Linked DNA regions of Sus scrofa: region 2 is linked to region 1. A link is a contact called in public Hi-C data. All regions are on one chromosome and are shown on one strand. The core of a region is the stretch at or near the end of the contact, and the rest is flanking DNA. Distances in the headings are between cores, read along the strand shown. Region 1 has its middle 41 kb from the start of EDN1. Region 2 has its middle 140 kb from the start of PHACTR1.

Region 1 (4,473 bases), core at 794-3,293:
AGGATCTGGCATTGCTGTGAGCTGGGGTGTAGGTTGCAGACGCGGCTCAGATCCCACGTTGCTGTGGCTGTGGTTTAGGCCGGCAAAAACAGCTCTGATTGGACTCCTAGCCTGGGAACCCCCATATGCCGCAGGAGTGGCCCTAGAAAAGGAAAAAAAAAAAAAGAAAAGAATAGAAAAGAAAAGAAAGTTCATGTTCTAGCTCTTTGCTAAGCCTGGCTTTTCACCTCTTTTCCCAATAAATGTGATGCTGTCCCTCGACCCCAAACAGCCTCCCCTCTGACCTCACCAACAGCCCCTTCCTGCGGCCTCGGTGCCACTCCCCCACTCCACAGCCATGTGTCCATTCTCTGGGGTCACAGGTTCACAGGACCTGGGTTACTTGGCTGAGCCCCTTGACTGAGGATTTGAGGACAGAATCATTCAGTGACTGCAGCCCCCAGTCCAGGACCTGCCACGCAGATGCTTAATTAATGTGGAAGGAGTGAGTTCAAGCATGTACATTTTTATTCATGAAAGCTGCCCAAGAGAAGCAAAATGCATTGAAATGTCACCTCGGGAGTTTGCTGGCTGTTCAGATGCCTGGGCCCATCCCAGCACCATTAAATCAAATGGGATCTCCGAACCCATATTTTATTTTTATTTTTAAATTTTATTGGAGCACAGTTGACTTAACACTGTTGTGTTAGCTTCAGGTGTAGAGCAAAGTGAATCCATATGACATATACACTTATTTTATTTTATTCTATTTTATTTACTTTTTATGTTATTTTTTCATTTATTTTTTTGAAGGGTTTTTGTTTTGGTTTGGTTTGGTTTGGTTTGGAAATAGAGGTGTTTTTAAAAATGGTTTTTATTTTTTCCATCATGGTTGGTTTACGGTGTTCTGTCCATTTTCTACTGCACAGCAAGATGACCCAGTCCCCCATACATATATACCTTCTTCTTCTTACATCATCCTCCATCACGCTCCATCGCAAGTGACTAGATATTGCTCCCAGTGCTACACAGCAGGATCTCCTTGCTTATCCACTCCAAGGGCAATAGTCTGCATCTATGAAGCCCAGATTCCCAGTCCATCCCACTCCCTCTCCCTCCCCCTTGGCAACCCCAAGTCTGTTTTCCAAGTCCATGAGTTTCTTCTCTGTGAAAACGTTTATTTGCACTGTATATTAGATTCCAGATATAAGTGCTATCATATGCCATTTTACATGTACACATATTTTAAATAAATGTCCCCAGGACTTCTGATACAGAGAGGGGGCTGATGGTGGCAGGAAGCATGATTGGGAAAATGTCTGGACTATTTTGATTGGACAGAGGTAATGATTGACAGGTGGGGAAACCGAGTGCCAGAGACACTGAGTGACTCCTTCAGGATCATGTAATAAATTCACTGGCATGGCCTGCATTTCTGGGAGCGGATGGGAAAGGCTGAGGTCACAGTTGTGCACACTGGCCCACAGTCGGGTGTCCCCAGGGCACGGTGGCTCCAGGGCATCACCCTGATTAACCGTTCTGGAGGCAGCACGGGGCAGAGCCCCTTTGAGTCTGAGAGAAAGTGAAGAAGAAAAAGGACCAGCTCCCCCGCCCCCTGCAGTGGTCAGGACTTAGCAGACCCACAGGACTGGGGACAGCAAAGTCGGCCCCCATCCCAGTTCCTGCTCCTGACCTGACCGTTCGTCCCAGCCAGGGTGTGGGCATCCCAGGGAGGCGGCAGGCTCCCTGCCCGGCTGAGAGTGATCACCCAGTGCAGCACTTTCACTCCCTGTGCCAAAGGAACAAGGGAACCAGGGACGAATGGCCCGGGACAGGGCACTGCCGCCTGCCCAGCCTCCAGAAGAAGGCAGCATTTTGGTGGCATCTCACACAGAACTGTCCTTTCTTTTTCCACCTCAACAAACCCCCACGGCTGATAAATCACCGGAGCGAATTGCCGCTGACTCGATGACCTTTGATCTTCCCAAGTGTCAACTTATCTCACTGAATGGACCTCCCGCGGATGGGGCTGTGGGGAGAGGCAGATGTCCACACTCCCCAGAAGAGAGCAGAGTCTCTTTAGCCACCCCCACCTCCACCTCCCCTCCACGAAACGCGACACCGAGTGACCACGGCCCTCTGGCCTGCTTGGAGGTGGCGCCACCGACCCCAGAATCCCCGGGGAGGCAGGAATTGAGCGCAGCCCAGAGGCCCCCGCGCTGCCTCCAGGGGAGGCTGGGACCAGCATCACAGACCTTCTCCATGGCAACAGTGGGTTCCAGCCTCCAGCTTCTTCCCAGCCCGCTGGAAGTCCCTGACAACTGGGGTCGGCTCCCACTCTAGATCAGGGAGATGGGGTGATGGGGAGGCAGGGGTCCCCCAGACAGGCCCCAGCACTGCCTGAGAGGCCCCCTCTGAGAGAAGACAGAAGGTCAGGGGGAGGTACTTCCAGTGCCTGTCGGGGTCCTTCTGCACCACGACCTGGGGCAGCCGCCTCATCCTCTGCTTTCCTTTTCCTTATTTGTAAAATGAAGAGCTTGAGTTCAGCGGCCTCTCAGTGCTTTTTCGCGCTGTGGGTTAGAGTCCACCCCTCCCATGGCAGCAACCTTGACTTTGTTTTGTTTTGCTTCCTACTGGGTGCAGATCCACAGAGCAAACAGGCAAGAGGGGCAAAGGTCTGGCAATCATTCCAGGCAGGAGGGCAGACACCTGTTTGGTAAGATTCTTGATGATAAACTCTTGCCCTTTTGTTTGTCTCTGCATCATTAGGACAAAATAGGTGTTCAGTAAATGCTTGTAAAAACGATTGTGCAGCTCCTCTAAAAAATCAGGGCTCTAGGTGGCCTCTTCCTGAGCTGCTGCTCTATTCAGAGAAACCGTGTGTAGCCACTGATAAAAATTGAATGTAATTGCAAGCATTAATACATCTCTTGGGGAACTTTTAAGGAGGGAAGTCTAATTCGCAACCCTCAGAAGTCCTTCTTAAAACTCCTGTCCACTGCTCTCCAGCTCCCTTATACACCTGCTGTTCAGGAAACTCTAAACTCTAAGCCCCCACTCACTATTCCCGCCCTCCACAGACACGGCCTCCTCTGGCCCCGGCTTTGTAGGCTCCTTCTTCTTTTCCTTCCTTCCGCCCCTGGCTTTCTCTCAATTTCTTTACCACTTTGTCTCTCTACTTTCCCTATTTTTCATCACAAAAGTCAGATGCAAGCAAACAAAGACCAAACTTCCTTTAGAGGCATGCAGGAATAAGAACCCAAAGAGCAAGGGAATAACTGTTTCTAGGAGACCAGGGTGGAGGGCAAGCTTGGCAAGAACTAAAAGAAAGACTTAGGGGAGTTCCCGTTGTGGTGCAGTGGTGAGCAAATCTGACTAGGAACCATGAGGTTGCAGGTTCGATCCCTGGCCTTGCTCAGTGGGTTAAGGATTCAGCATTGCCATGAGCTGTACTGTAGGTTGCAGATGAGGCACGGATCCCATGCTGCTGTGGCTCTGGCGTAGGCTGGTGGCTACAGCTCTGATTCGACCCCTAGCCTGGGAACTATGCTACGGGAGCAGCCCTAGAAGAGGCAAAAAAAAAAAAAAAAAAGAGAGAGAAAGAAAGAAAGACTTAGGACACCCTATTTATTAATGTTTTTCTCTGCTGTGAGTGAAGGTCAGTGTCAGATATCTGGGTGTCTGCATCACCAGCTTTGCAAACCTGTTGCCCTCACACCAACAGTTTTGAAGGAGTCACCTATGTGCTCTGATTTCTGAAGGAGTCAGAAAGTTTCCCCAAGTTCTAACTATCAACTGAAAGATCCATATCAAATATCAAAGTAAGATCCTTCCTTCTAAATATTCACCGTTATTGCTTTAAACCTCAGAGGCTTACGGGCATCAACCAGTCAATTAACAAAGGCGGCAGCGTGGCCAATAACTTTTGTGAGGCCCTAGGCAGCTACCCAATGTCTCCAGGGTTCTGTTAAATTGGAGGGGCAGGCCTGGGTCACAAAGGGTTGATGTCATGATTTCGCAAGGATGGGCTTGGGAATGTTTTTGTTTTTTTGTTTTTGTTTTTTTTCGTTGTTGTTGTTTTTGCCTTTTTGTCTTTGTAGGGCCGCACCCTTGACATATGGAGGTTCCCAGTCTAGGGGTCCAATCAGAGCTGTTGCTGCCAGCCTATGCCATAGCCACAGCAATGCGGGATCCAAGCCGAGTCTGTGACCTACACCGCAGTTCACAGCAACGCCAGATGCTTAACCCACTGAGCAAAGCCAGGGATCGAACCCACAACCTCATGGTTCCTAGTTGGATTCATTAACCGCTGAGCCACAACGGGAACTCCTGGGAATGTTTTTAACATCCTTAGTTTCAGCTGCTCCTACATTAAGTGGAGATACTTAGAGCTATTGGAGGTTTCAATCCAATAATAAAATATAAACATTTAGCAAAAGTCCTGGCCCATAGCCAGCACCCCATAAATGTTAGCTATTATTATTAATACTATAA
Region 2 (4,473 bases), core at 987-3,486, 170 kb before region 1:
TGGTTGTGTGAATTACACCTGCATTTTTTGCACTTGGATCTGTCTGGATGTAAAACACTACACAGATGAGAGTTCACATTCTTATGCCTTTTAGAATGTCTAGAGGTTTTTTTTTTCTTATAATCTTTTTCTCTTTTTTTCTTGGGCCGCAACTGCACCATATGGAGGTTCCCAGGCTAGGGGTCTATTGGAGCTGTTGCCGCCGGCCTATACCACAGCCACAGCAACGCCAGATCTGAGCCGTGTCTGTGACCTACACTACAGCTCACGGCAATGCCAGATCCTTAACCCCCTGAGCAAGGCCAGGGATCGAACCCCAAATCTCATGGTTCCTAGTCGGATTCGTTAATCACTGAGCCATGACGGGAACTCCTAGAATGTCTAGAGATTTTGTGAGCCACATTCTGCCCAGGACCTGGTTCCTTTCCAGCTGAAGAAGACTCACCGCATCTCTGTCTAATTTAACCCTACAAAGCAATGGATGCCACAGGGAGAATCAGTCCTAATAAATGAGGAAAACCCTACTCCCCTTTCATCTCTACTTAGAATACCTCCCCATTCAGCACTGGGAGTCACTGCAACTCAGGGACCAAATGGGCAACTCCCTACACTTGCTGGACCAGGAATGAGTTACAACTAGAAGACAGGCACTTTAAGACAGGATTCAATTCCTGAGATGCGATAGGAAGTATTTTTGTGCCCATGTTACAGATGAGGAAACTGAGCTACAGAGAGGCCTATGATCTTTCCTGGTTAAGGATCCTTTGATTCCTTTGTGCTTCAAGGTCATCCCTTCGAGACCATTACACCGCACTGTCCATCAGAATTGGTCAATTGCTTCCTCTTGACTTCCACAGGGCTTGCATGTAATTCCCGTTTCCTTGCCCCAGGGCTCTGCACAGTGTCTGGTGCTTAGAAGGGACTCTGCTAATTTTTGTGTGTGTGTGTCTTTTGGGGGCAGCACCCATGGCATATGGAAGTTCCCAGGCTAGGGATCCAATCAAAGCTGTAGCTGCTGCCCTACAGCTGGCCTACAGCCACAGCAACACCAGATCCGAGCCATGCCTGTGACCTGCACCACAGCTCATGGCAATGCTGGCTCCTTAACCACTGAGCGAGGCCAGGGATCAAACCTGCATCCTCACGGATACTAGTTGGGTTTGTTACTGCTGAGGCACAAGGGGGACTCTGGGTTCTGTCAACTTTTGATGAAAACATGCAAGAATAAATAGCATCAATGATATTAAGTACTCATGCAAGAAAAACCTGGCTGAGACATTCTTTAACATAAAGAGGAAGACGTGTCAAACTCATCAAGATGTATACATTCAATAGGAGCTCCCATTGTGGCTCTGCAGTTAACGAACCCAACTAGCATCCATGAGGACCAGGGTTCGATCCCTGGTCTCACTCAGTGGGTGAAGGATCTGTGAGCTGCAGGTGTAGGTCACAGAATGTGGCTTGGATCCCACACTGCCATGGCTGTGGTGTAGCCTGGAGGCTCCAGCTCCAATTGGACCCCTAGCCTGGGAACCTCCGTATGCCATGGGAGCGGCCCTAAAAAGACAAAAAAAAAAAAAAAAAAGGATGTATACATTAAATATATATATATATATTTTTTTTTGCATGCCCATTGTATTTCAATAAAAATAAAATAAAGGGGAGTCCTTGCCGTGATAAGACTCATTGGTAAAATAAACACATTTATTTCAGTTGTATTCGGCACTCCTCAATCCTACCCATAACATAACTCTATTACAAGACATAAAATACATAAACTCAGCAAGATGGCAGAGAAACAGTAAGAATAAGGGTTGATGGGGAGAGAAAAGAAACCCCAAACCTTTGCGTGTTGTTCTTTCCTCTTTAATTCCTCGTTTTTCCAAGTCGCCCCCTTACCTCCCAAGCGAATGAAGGAAGATGCTTTTACCACATTTCCCTCCTGTTGTTACTTATCTCGATGGGTGGTAAGTGCACTGGGCAGAGGTCATGTCCACACGCTACAAACCTTTCAAAAATATTTACATTATAGGTGGGGGCCAAGCTTTGTTCACACACCTGACCCACCAGAGAAAAGAATGCAGAGTCTGTCGGAACCAACCAGCCTCCTCCACATGTGCTCAGGTTAAATGTTCCATCGTGATGCCAGACCACAAAGAACAGAGCGCCCAGAAGCTTCCTGGAAATCAGGCAGCACTGGGATGACCTTCAGTCGGCGTTGCCTTGGAGACTGTTGCAATGTGTTGGAATCAGCTGCGGGGCTGCGTGTCCACTGCGACTGACCTCGCCAAAGGGAAGGGCAAGTTCAAGAGGGCTAGGAAGAACCGTCTTTGTGTGGCATATTGATTTGGGCAAATCTGTTTACACATTAAACCTCTCTTTTTTGATGCCCCCATTTTCGAACCAAATGACCTCCTCTTCTAAGTCACAGCACAGTTACTTCTGTTCTCAGAGAAGGCTTGTATTATGCCAGAGGGAAAGGGCAGCTGTGATGAAGACTTGAGTATGGGACAGACCTAACTCCTTATCTCCAAGTTAGGCATTAGAAACTTGGTCAAATGCCAAGGAGCAAACTTGGCTTGCCTTTCTTTCATGCCAAGCCAAGACTGGGGTTCTCTGTCCCTTTCCTTCCATACCATTAACAGAAGCCTAGTTCTCAGCACAAAGATCCTGCTCTTGGATCTAAAATTAAGCTTCATGGAAAATAATACGAGCAAAAGAATGTATATATAGATATGACTGGGTCACCATGCTGTACAGCAGACATGGACACACCACCATAAATCAACTATATGCTAATAAAAAATAAATTTGATTAAAAAAATAAAACCCTCCTTCCATGGCCCCTGCCTCAAAGGAAACTTTGGAAATCTCAGCCTCACTGGCTGTCACATGGATGCTTGCTTAGATCCTTATTATTTATTCTTAAGGAGCAAAGAACTTGCCATTTACCGGGTGGTAAAGAACCCGCAAACGTCCTTAAACATCATTTTCCTATAAGGGACACACTTGTCAGCCTCCCAGTCATTTCAGATAGGATTCCTGAAAGGGACATTCTTTCATTCTTCTCTCCCTGCAGGCATAAACATTCTGCATTTTGAACTTGAAACATACAATGTTATCTACTTTGTGGTGTCTTATGTAACTTTTCAGGAATGCTGCAAGACTTTCCCGGCTCCCGCTCCATGAGGCTGGAAGGGTGAGAAGGCGATTGGAAGGATGGGGGGAGCACGGGAAGGAGAGAAAAAGAATCGAGTGTTTCCATACATCGCGGCTCCGGCTGTTTGTGACAAGACGTTATTGCAATTAAGATACCAGCCGGATGTGTGGGCTAAACACGCTCTCCGCTGATATCACAGGCATTTATTGATAATGAAGACTTGGAGGAAGGGAACTGGAAAATTGTTGTCTTTAGGCAAGAGGACAGACCATATGGATTAATCAAAAAATTACTTCATCTTATCTAGGAGACGGGAAAAGTGTTTATTTTACTGCAAAAGGAATGTTTCTGTCAAGCTTTAAGTGTCAATCTTCAGGTTTGGGCTCTGCGTGGTACAGTTCACCACATAAGCACATTGTCTTGCTTTAAACAATCATTTTGGGCGTTCTTGTGTCATAGAGGAAATGAATCTGACTAGGAACCATGAGGTTGTGGGTTCGACCCCTGGCCTCACTCAGTGGGTTAAGGATCTGGCGTTGCGTGAGCTGTGGTGTAGGTTGCAGACATGGCTCAGATCCTGAGTAGGCTGATGGCTTCGATTCAGCCCCTAGCCTGGGAACCTCCATATGTCACCAGTGCTGTCCTAAAAAGCAAAAATCAAACAAAAAATCATTTTGGAGTTGCCCAATGACCTGGCGGACATCCCCGCTATAAGAATAAGGAATAAACATTCAGGGGACATCACATCCAGAAATCCTTGGTTTTGTGGCTACTAGCACCCAACTAAATCTGAATTTGCCTAGCGGGATCCCCTAGACCTCATAAAGCAAACTGGACTTCAAGTGAAATCATGCTATTTTCAAGTAAGACATTACTAGAGAAAAGCCTAAAAGACATGATCTGGAATGTCTTTGGAAAGGCAATGCTAAGTTAGCGGGAATAATGAGTGAAAATCAGAACCCTTGGGAGACTAATTTAAAAATAAAATATAAGAACAGAGTACCTTCGATAAATGCGGAGAGTAAAAAACTGGAGATGTTAATATATCACACGCAGAAAAACACAGTGGCCAAGAGAGCACATCAAGTTTCCAGAGAGTAGCAGTTCAAGATCTTTTATGAAAAAACTAAACGGTGCATGTGAAATGAGGCTTCATCATTAGACATTCACCTCATCTTAAGAAGGCACTTTGGAAATTTCCACCTTTCAGATTTTTCTTGGATGAGCATGTCAGCATGTTTGATATATTATCCTCTGTAACATGAAAGAAATTTGGGTTAGTTACCACCAATAAAACAAAACTTGGATGAAGA

The links. Hi-C and Micro-C count contacts between places; a contact is called where the count stands out from the background.
Region 2: a contact with region 1 is called in a Hi-C map of liver, with 3 times the contacts expected there. The contact joins two enhancer-like sites. A contact is called at or near these places in 1 of 5 promoter capture datasets (liver) and 2 of 47 Hi-C or Micro-C datasets (both in liver).

Annotation. Positions count from the first base shown.
Region 1 is chr7:8,791,176-8,795,648 of Sscrofa11.1, reverse strand. No RefSeq gene overlaps it. Among named protein-coding and RNA genes, the nearest start is that of EDN1, 41 kb to the right of the region's middle. Within about 2 kb of position 2,043, at least 8 of the 83 cell types and tissues checked have an H3K27ac peak or open chromatin away from gene starts, as enhancers often do. A contact at or near this core is called in liver, where this site is marked.
Region 2 is chr7:8,959,319-8,963,791 of Sscrofa11.1, reverse strand. No RefSeq gene overlaps it. Among named protein-coding and RNA genes, the nearest start is that of PHACTR1, 140 kb to the left of the region's middle. Within about 2 kb of position 2,236, at least 11 of the 83 cell types and tissues checked have an H3K27ac peak or open chromatin away from gene starts, as enhancers often do. A contact at or near this core is called in liver, where this site is marked.